2 separate regions of the Rattus norvegicus genome follow, and region 1 is linked to region 2. The links are chromatin contacts, called in public Hi-C maps. All regions are on one chromosome and are shown on one strand. The core of a region is the stretch at or near the end of the contact, and the rest is flanking DNA. Distances in the headings are between cores, read along the strand shown. Region 1 overlaps Cdk14 (cyclin-dependent kinase 14). Region 2 holds the start of Cdk14 (cyclin-dependent kinase 14).

Evidence for each region. Hi-C and Micro-C count contacts between places; a contact is called where the count stands out from the background.
Region 1: a Hi-C map of Schwann cells shows a contact between it and region 2, with 3 times the contacts expected there. The contact joins the enhancer-like site here to the promoter of Cdk14 in region 2. A contact is called at or near these places in 3 of 12 Hi-C or Micro-C datasets (Schwann cells, mammary epithelial cells and psoas muscle).

What each region holds. Positions count from the first base shown.
Region 1 is chr4:29,670,638-29,674,222 of GRCr8, reverse strand. All of the region lies in intron 2 of Cdk14 (cyclin-dependent kinase 14), which reads right to left. Among named protein-coding and RNA genes, the nearest start is that of Cdk14, 51 kb to the right of the region's middle. Within about 2 kb of position 1,477, at least 16 of the 93 cell types and tissues checked have an H3K27ac peak or open chromatin away from gene starts, as enhancers often do. A contact at or near this core is called in Schwann cells, where this site is marked.
Region 2 is chr4:29,619,868-29,623,318 of GRCr8, reverse strand. Cdk14 (cyclin-dependent kinase 14) reads right to left here and starts at 2,102. Exons shown (of 15, transcript NM_001395582.1): 1 at 1,509-2,102. The coding sequence starts at 1,599.

The DNA of each region.
Region 1 (3,585 bases), core at 228-2,727, 52 kb before region 2:
AGTGGAGAGAGGGGACGATGCAATCATGCCTGACGTTTCATTTTAGGATGATGAAAACGTTGAAAAACTGCAATGTGGTCCTAAGAAAGTATTAGAAAAGCACAAATTAAGGCTGGCTAACAAGGAATTCTGTCACTGCAGAGGAAAAAACCCACTAAACTAGCAAAACGAGAACAAGACATCCACTGCATCTACGGCCCTGGCCAAGCTACCCCTGTTCCACAGGCCCTGCTTTCCTTACAGTGTAAAGGGAGCTCACAGTGTTCATTCTCGTGGAAAAACGTAAATATCTGGCAAAATGCTTAGTTCGAAGTTAGGTGGACAATAAGTTCTCATTCTAAGCCACATGCAATGGCTCTCACCAGTAATCCCAGCACCTCATAAAGGCAGGAGGAGGGAGACATTCAAGCATATCCTCAGCTACACAGTGAAGTCGAAGCCAGTCAGAGATATAAAACACACTGACTAAAAACAACCAAAAAAGTAAACGTCTTTTACTTTAGTTGATAAGTCCAGCAGCCCATTAGTTAAAGCTTAAGACAAGCCTTGGGAAAGCAAATGGCTCCCTAGAGCTGGGCTCTTCCATGAAGCAGCCACTAGCTGCGTGCGGTTACCTAAATGAACCAAGATTAACAGTTCATTTCTTCAGTCCCAAAAGCCACCTTTCACATTGGGGAGAGCAAGAATTATACAAGGGGACGTCACTATTACACAGCACTGGTTCAGGAACTGTAGAATGATTCCTGACAGGGATCCTGGACATCTCTAGCACCATGGCTCTAGAGAAGTAAGATATTCAGATTAACTCATCTTCCTACCCACCCTTAGGTCCTTTGTTGTAGCTTAAGTTTCTAACATCCTCTACTGAGGGTTACGTAAGAAAATAAAGACATGAAGAAAAGATTGGGTTAACAAATTGCACTGAAAACACAGACACACACACACACACACACACACACACACACACACACACACACACACCGAAACAAGAACCAAAATTTGCAACCAAAGGCCTGATCATAGTTAATGATTTAGAGTGCTGAATAAGCTCTCTAGGCATGTAAAACTGTGATAATCTCTTCATTTCACCACCAAATGAAGTTATTAAAGAAGTGAGAAGCAGTCATCACTAACCGCCAAATGTTTGTGGCATCCATTCTTATCAATAAATCTCTTAGAAAACATTTTGAAACACCAGTTTCTGTGGCATGTCCTGGTTGGTGTCAGCAGGGGGCTTAAATATCCAAGAGCAACAAAATATTATTAACTTTTGCCAGTCATTGTCTACAAAATACTTTCCTCGCCCTTTCGAGTTTCACTCTAAGTGTAGAAAGGCTTCCTGATTGTGACTTGGAGAAAGAACAAGGAAGTAGAAAGTTGTTCCTCCCTCTCACTTTCTTTCTGTCACAGGGGCAACTGTGCTCACCGGATGTCCCTATGAACAGGGCGGGGACCAGCTCCAGAGACTCAGAGCCCTCACAAACTAAAATGAAAGAACTCATTGGCTTCATCCAGCAAGATCCCAGGCCACTGGGTGTGACATACTGAGCTTCAGATGCCAAAACAGTAAGGTCAGACTTATGAAGGAACATCGGACGATAATGTTATAACTCCCCCCATTGCAGCTCAAAAGCTTTCACAGTCCAGATGAATTAGCAATTTCCCCTGAAGGAAGCAAAGGGAGGCACGGGAAGAAAGGGGTAAGCATAAGGGTACATTTGGTCTGCCTTATTCCGCTGTCATAGACCAGTAATTGTGTCTGCAAAGTGGCAAAGCGCTTTCCCCTGAGAGCTGTAAAAGTTCTAAAATGATGGGCTAATCCGTGCTTACAAGATCCCCAAGCAGCACGAGGGGCTTGCCAGTCTCTAAAGTGATAGATAGATAGATAGATAGACAGACAGACAGACAGACAGACAGACAGATAGTTAGATAGATGATAGATGGATGGATAGATGGATGGATAGATAAGTGAAGCTGAAGCCGCCTCACTAGAGTTGAGCCCCTGCAAGTTAGGTTTTCAGCTGGGAATGCACGGGCTCTGTCTCACACCGAGAGCAGCGAACCAGAAGAGCTAACCGACCACAGGAGCTCCAAGGATCTTTCAACATGAGTCAACCTCTCTGAAGAAAGGCTGGCAGGGTCCCAGGACATCCAACCCCCTGGCAGGATTACTAATGGCCACAGGAAACCATGAAGAATGAGTGCCCCTTTGCCTACTCCCCAGCGAGCAAGAGCCACATTAGCGTCCCAGAGATGTGGCCGTCCTCCAGACATGCGTGTGAAATGTGCACGGTGCCTTTGCTCTGAAATAAAGCACTCACACAAGGTTATGAAACAGGTAAGAGGTCACACTGATTTATATCAGATAATCAGCATGTGCCTCGATTCTGATTCTCGGCTTACACATGAACATCTGATCAATAAATAACTTAAGCTTCAGAGTGGCTAGCTAGCAGTCGGCGTCTGCCCATGGCTTTGATCAGATCAACAAATCCCACTTACAGGATTAGAAATTGTACTACTCATCTGAAAATAAGTAGTTTGCCCCCAAAAATACATCCTTAGCTATATTTCCCTTCTAATAAAACATTGGAGCCTTAGTACTAGACTTGTCCAACCAAGCCATTATGACAGAATAAGAAATAAGTGCCAGAGAGACAGAAATTGATTCTCCTTTCCAAATCCCATCTCCATGTGAAGTCTGACAACCCAAGCCCATGCCCACACTCGGCCCTGTACAAGAATTCTGGTCGCCACTTCACTCCTGGCTGCTATGGAAGCTGTCAAGACATCAATGCATAAGGGAATAGATAAATGAACTGTGGAACACACATGCAGAAAAAAATCTTTTGGAGATTTTGTTTTTAAAAACTTAGTCTCCAAGCTGCAACAAGACATGGAGGGCCTTAATCGCTTCCTGCTGGGTGAAACAAGCCATTCTGACACCATTACACAGCATGAGAGTCCAGATGCATAAGTAACAGTCTAGAAAAGGTTTCAGGACAAGAGTGGGGGATAAGGCATAAATTACTTTCTAGGGCACTTAACTTATCCTGTTATCACTGCAATGGGAAACACGTGTGATGTATTTGTCAAAATACCGAACTGTGCGACACAAAGTAAGCCCTAAGGGAGACTCTAGGTGACAGCAATGAGCACATTGGTTTACCACCAACAAATGTACATTAAGACATTAATAGCACAGGAAGAGAGGCAGAAGGAGTGATTCCAAAAATGCTATACTTTCTTCTCTAAATTTCTACAAGCCTAAAAGTGCTCCAAAAGTTTAGCTCTAATAATTAAAAAAAAATCAAATGGATCATTAACCCAGGAGCACCAGTCAGGATTATTATTTTGTGGTTATCCCTTAAAGGTAAACGTTTCTATTGAAATGCAACCTGAAAGCCAATTTAGTTGCTTCATCTTAAGAGAATTAACACTCTCCTCGGTATTGTATCAATCTTAACAAGCAATAAGAACTTTTCAAAATTTTGGCCAAGTGGGAGTTAATATACGTGCTAGCCACAGCTCACAGAATGAGCTGACTGGGATGGAAGTAGGCTCACAGAATCAGGGAGCCTGTAT
Region 2 (3,451 bases), core at 853-3,352:
AAACTGGAGGGGCTCCAACGGAATCATCAGCATTAGTAAATATCTAGCTAATGTGCTGTAGAACAGGCCCTAATGGACTCCAGAACCCGCCTGGGTGGTGTTTTGAATCCAGCCCTGAAACATCCTTGTTAATAATGCACAGGCTCCCCACCTCACTCTCACACTCCTCTTGGCTTCAAACTTGACTTGAATGTAGGACTCGACACTCACGTGCCTAACTCAGAAAAGTGGGTCCGTTGTATATTCAATACATGTGATTAGAAAAGGCATGACGAATGTGCATTCTGCACATAACTTAACAGCGTTCTCAGGAAAAGCAAAATGTCAAACAAAATTGACAATAATGATAATAATAATAATGATAATGATGATCTTGACTAAACGTTTATCCATGTTTATTTGAAGACAGTTTGCATGTACGGATAATGAGCTATGAAACAGACTGCTGACACTCACTGGCACATCATGGTTTTATTTTAAGGAACTGGCTTATTTTTAATTAATTAACTTTTATTAACATAACAGGTGAACCAAAGGCCAGAAGGTATGCTTGGACACTCTGATGGGTTGGTTTGGGGCTTATAAGAATCCCTTGCTTTGCGCAGTTACCCGTATCAAAGAAAGTTAGCGACAAAAGTTTAGATAGCAGGTATGCCTTCAGGTTAACAGGCGCTCTCTGCCACCAACACTCAAGATTTAACAAACCCCTTCCACATGACACAGCTGTCATCTTGCTGTAGCCTGTAATGTGGATTCATTCTTTAAGTATCCTAAACATTCCTCGATCCTTTTTTCTTATTGCTGTTTGTTTATTCTCTGTTAAATTGGTTGGTTGCTTTTTAAAGAAGACAATAGCCTCTGGACTGCACTAACAGTGCAAGTTCATGAGACTTATTCTAAATGCCCCCACAACTTCACAGCTCGCATTTCACCATAGCAGCTAGAAGGTTCAGAGACCTACAAACTGAACACCCAAACCTCCATTTATAGGACCAGAAGTACGGAACAAAAGGTCCCAAGGTATCTGTCCCACTTCCTTTAGGTTGAGTACGTTAAAAAACATCAGGCGCCTGTCAACGTTTCGACAATTCCCAAAGCTACATTATTGGCTAAACACCTAATACCAACGCTCTTTAAACAAAACAAAAACAAAAACAAAAAAAAGTAACCTGGGTGGCCACAGAGCCCCGATGGCGGTGGGGACCTGGTGTCCCCTCTCCAGTTCACTGTAGGCGCCAAAGATACTATTGGCGGGGAGGAGGAACTCAAATTGGAGGGTTGAGACAGTCCACGAATGAAGCTCAGACCGTGGGGGAGAGGGGTAGCCCTCCAGCTTATCCCTGCCCTGCCGGGAGTCCCCACCGAGGTCCTCCTCCATCCCTGTCCGCACCTCACCCGGAGGTGGCAGCTGCCTGGCTGGTGCCCTGAGCACGGAGAGGGCGCGGGGACCGAGGGAGCGAGCCCGGGGATCGCCCGCAGGACACCGGGGTACAGCGGACCACACTCACCGATGCGGCTGAAACTCTCGGACAAAGTTCTCCTCAACTTCTTCATCTTGCCGATCTTCTCGGCCGGCTGCGGTTCAATGAGGTCGCACATCTGGGCGACGCGGGGCCCGGGCAACTTCGCGAAACTGGTCCAGCGCAGCGCAGCGCAGACAACGGCGGGCGAGGGCGCGCGGCGCGGGGAAGGCGGCGCCTCGTCCTGCTCCTCCGCCTCCTCGCGGGCCGCGGGCGACGCGCAGCGCTCGCCTGCCTGCGGGGCTCGGGCCTGGGCCGAGGCTGGGCGCGCGGGGGCGTCTTACGTGGTGCCGGGGGCGGCCGCGATCCCCGCCGCCCGGGGGCCCCCGCGCTGCGCCGCTGCCCGCCGCATTTTCCCTCCTTTGTAAGCCAGAGCCGCGCGGCCGCGACCGGAGACGGGGGCGGCGCGGCCGAGGAGGCGCAGGCGGCTGCAGGCGAGGCGCGCGGGACAAGTTCCCCAGCCCGAGGGGCGGCGCTGCACGGAGACCCGCGACTGCCCTGGCCAGAGGCCTGGCGCCCGGGACCCAGGCGCGACCCCGCGCCGCGTTCCGACTCCGACTCCGAGGCCTCCGCCGCCCTCCCGGACCCACCGCGCCCGGGCGGCGCCCCCTCCCGGCCGCCCGCGCTCCGCCGGCCGCGGCCGCGCTCCTCCCGCGCGCTCCGGGACCGCAGCCCACGGGCAGACGGACAGACAGACGGCCGGCCGCCCTGGGCTCCCGGCCGACCCTGTCCACCCGGTGCGGTGCGATCCTTGTTGGCCCCGACCCGGAAAGGTTGGGGAGTGTCGGGCGCGGTGCACGAGTGCCTCGGGGACGCATTCGGGTTTAGTAGAGACTTTTTGGGGTGGGGTGGGGTGGGTGGTTTTAATTTACAGGGAAAGTGGGTGCTCCGAAGGCCAGAAGAGGCCTGATTTTCATTGGGGTACAATGCAAAAGCTGAAAATGGCCCCCTGGAACTTCCAGAAGGCAGGGTGTTTTGCCTCAGCCCTGACTCTGGATGACAGGAATGTCTCAGAGATTCCTCAGAGGGATACTCAGGTCATCAGTAAATTTACTACCTTTTGTCACCTCCTTGCCCTACTTCAGTGAATGAACTTGAAAAGGGACTTAAGGGTGGCTTTTTTTTTTAAAGTCCCGGGACAAACAGTTCCGGCAGAAAACACAGTCTTTTTTTTCCCCTAATAAATGAGGTACTCCAAACGTCAGTCTCCCAGGGGAGGGTGAAGGAAGATGGGGGAAGGCCTGTTGTACTGATTCTGGGCCAGCAAAGTCCTTATGAATAGAAATGTTAGTGATCTTGAGTCATCTGGCTGTGTAAGCAATAGGAGCTTTTGTGGGCGTGACAATGCTGTTTGGTTTAAAGGAAGTTTTGGGGAGTTTGTGTTTTGTCAAAAGATTTTTATCTTAAAACAAAAACTAGCCCCCTGCCTTCCTTAAATTGTGAGGTAGAACACGGATTTGTTCCGCCCTGTGCTGAGCACATTACAGGGTTTTGGTAGATTGCCACTGATAAAAGGCAGCTAGCTAGTCAAGCCAAGCCCCTAACAGAGGAGAGAGCCAAGAATTCATGAGCAAAGTCAAGATAGTTTAAACGCAGGGATGTTGGATCCTGACAGCCAAATCTCAATAATTACAGAAGGCATCAAAGTGTGACCTGATACAGGAAAAAAAAGTTTTAACATTTATCACGTGGTCAGATCAATTAGAAAATTAGCAGTTACAACTGAACACACACAGAGAGAGAGAGACAGAGAGACAGAGAGACAGAGAGAGACAGAGACAGAGAGACAGAGACAGAGAGCCAAACACTGATAGGTTCTTCCAGCTAACAAAGACGAAAAAAAAAATCGTCAAAGATAAAAATTTAGAGTGCTATACTTATGTGGTCACACTGCTGTCCATTTGGAAAAGGCCAGTTTGAGTAAGGACACA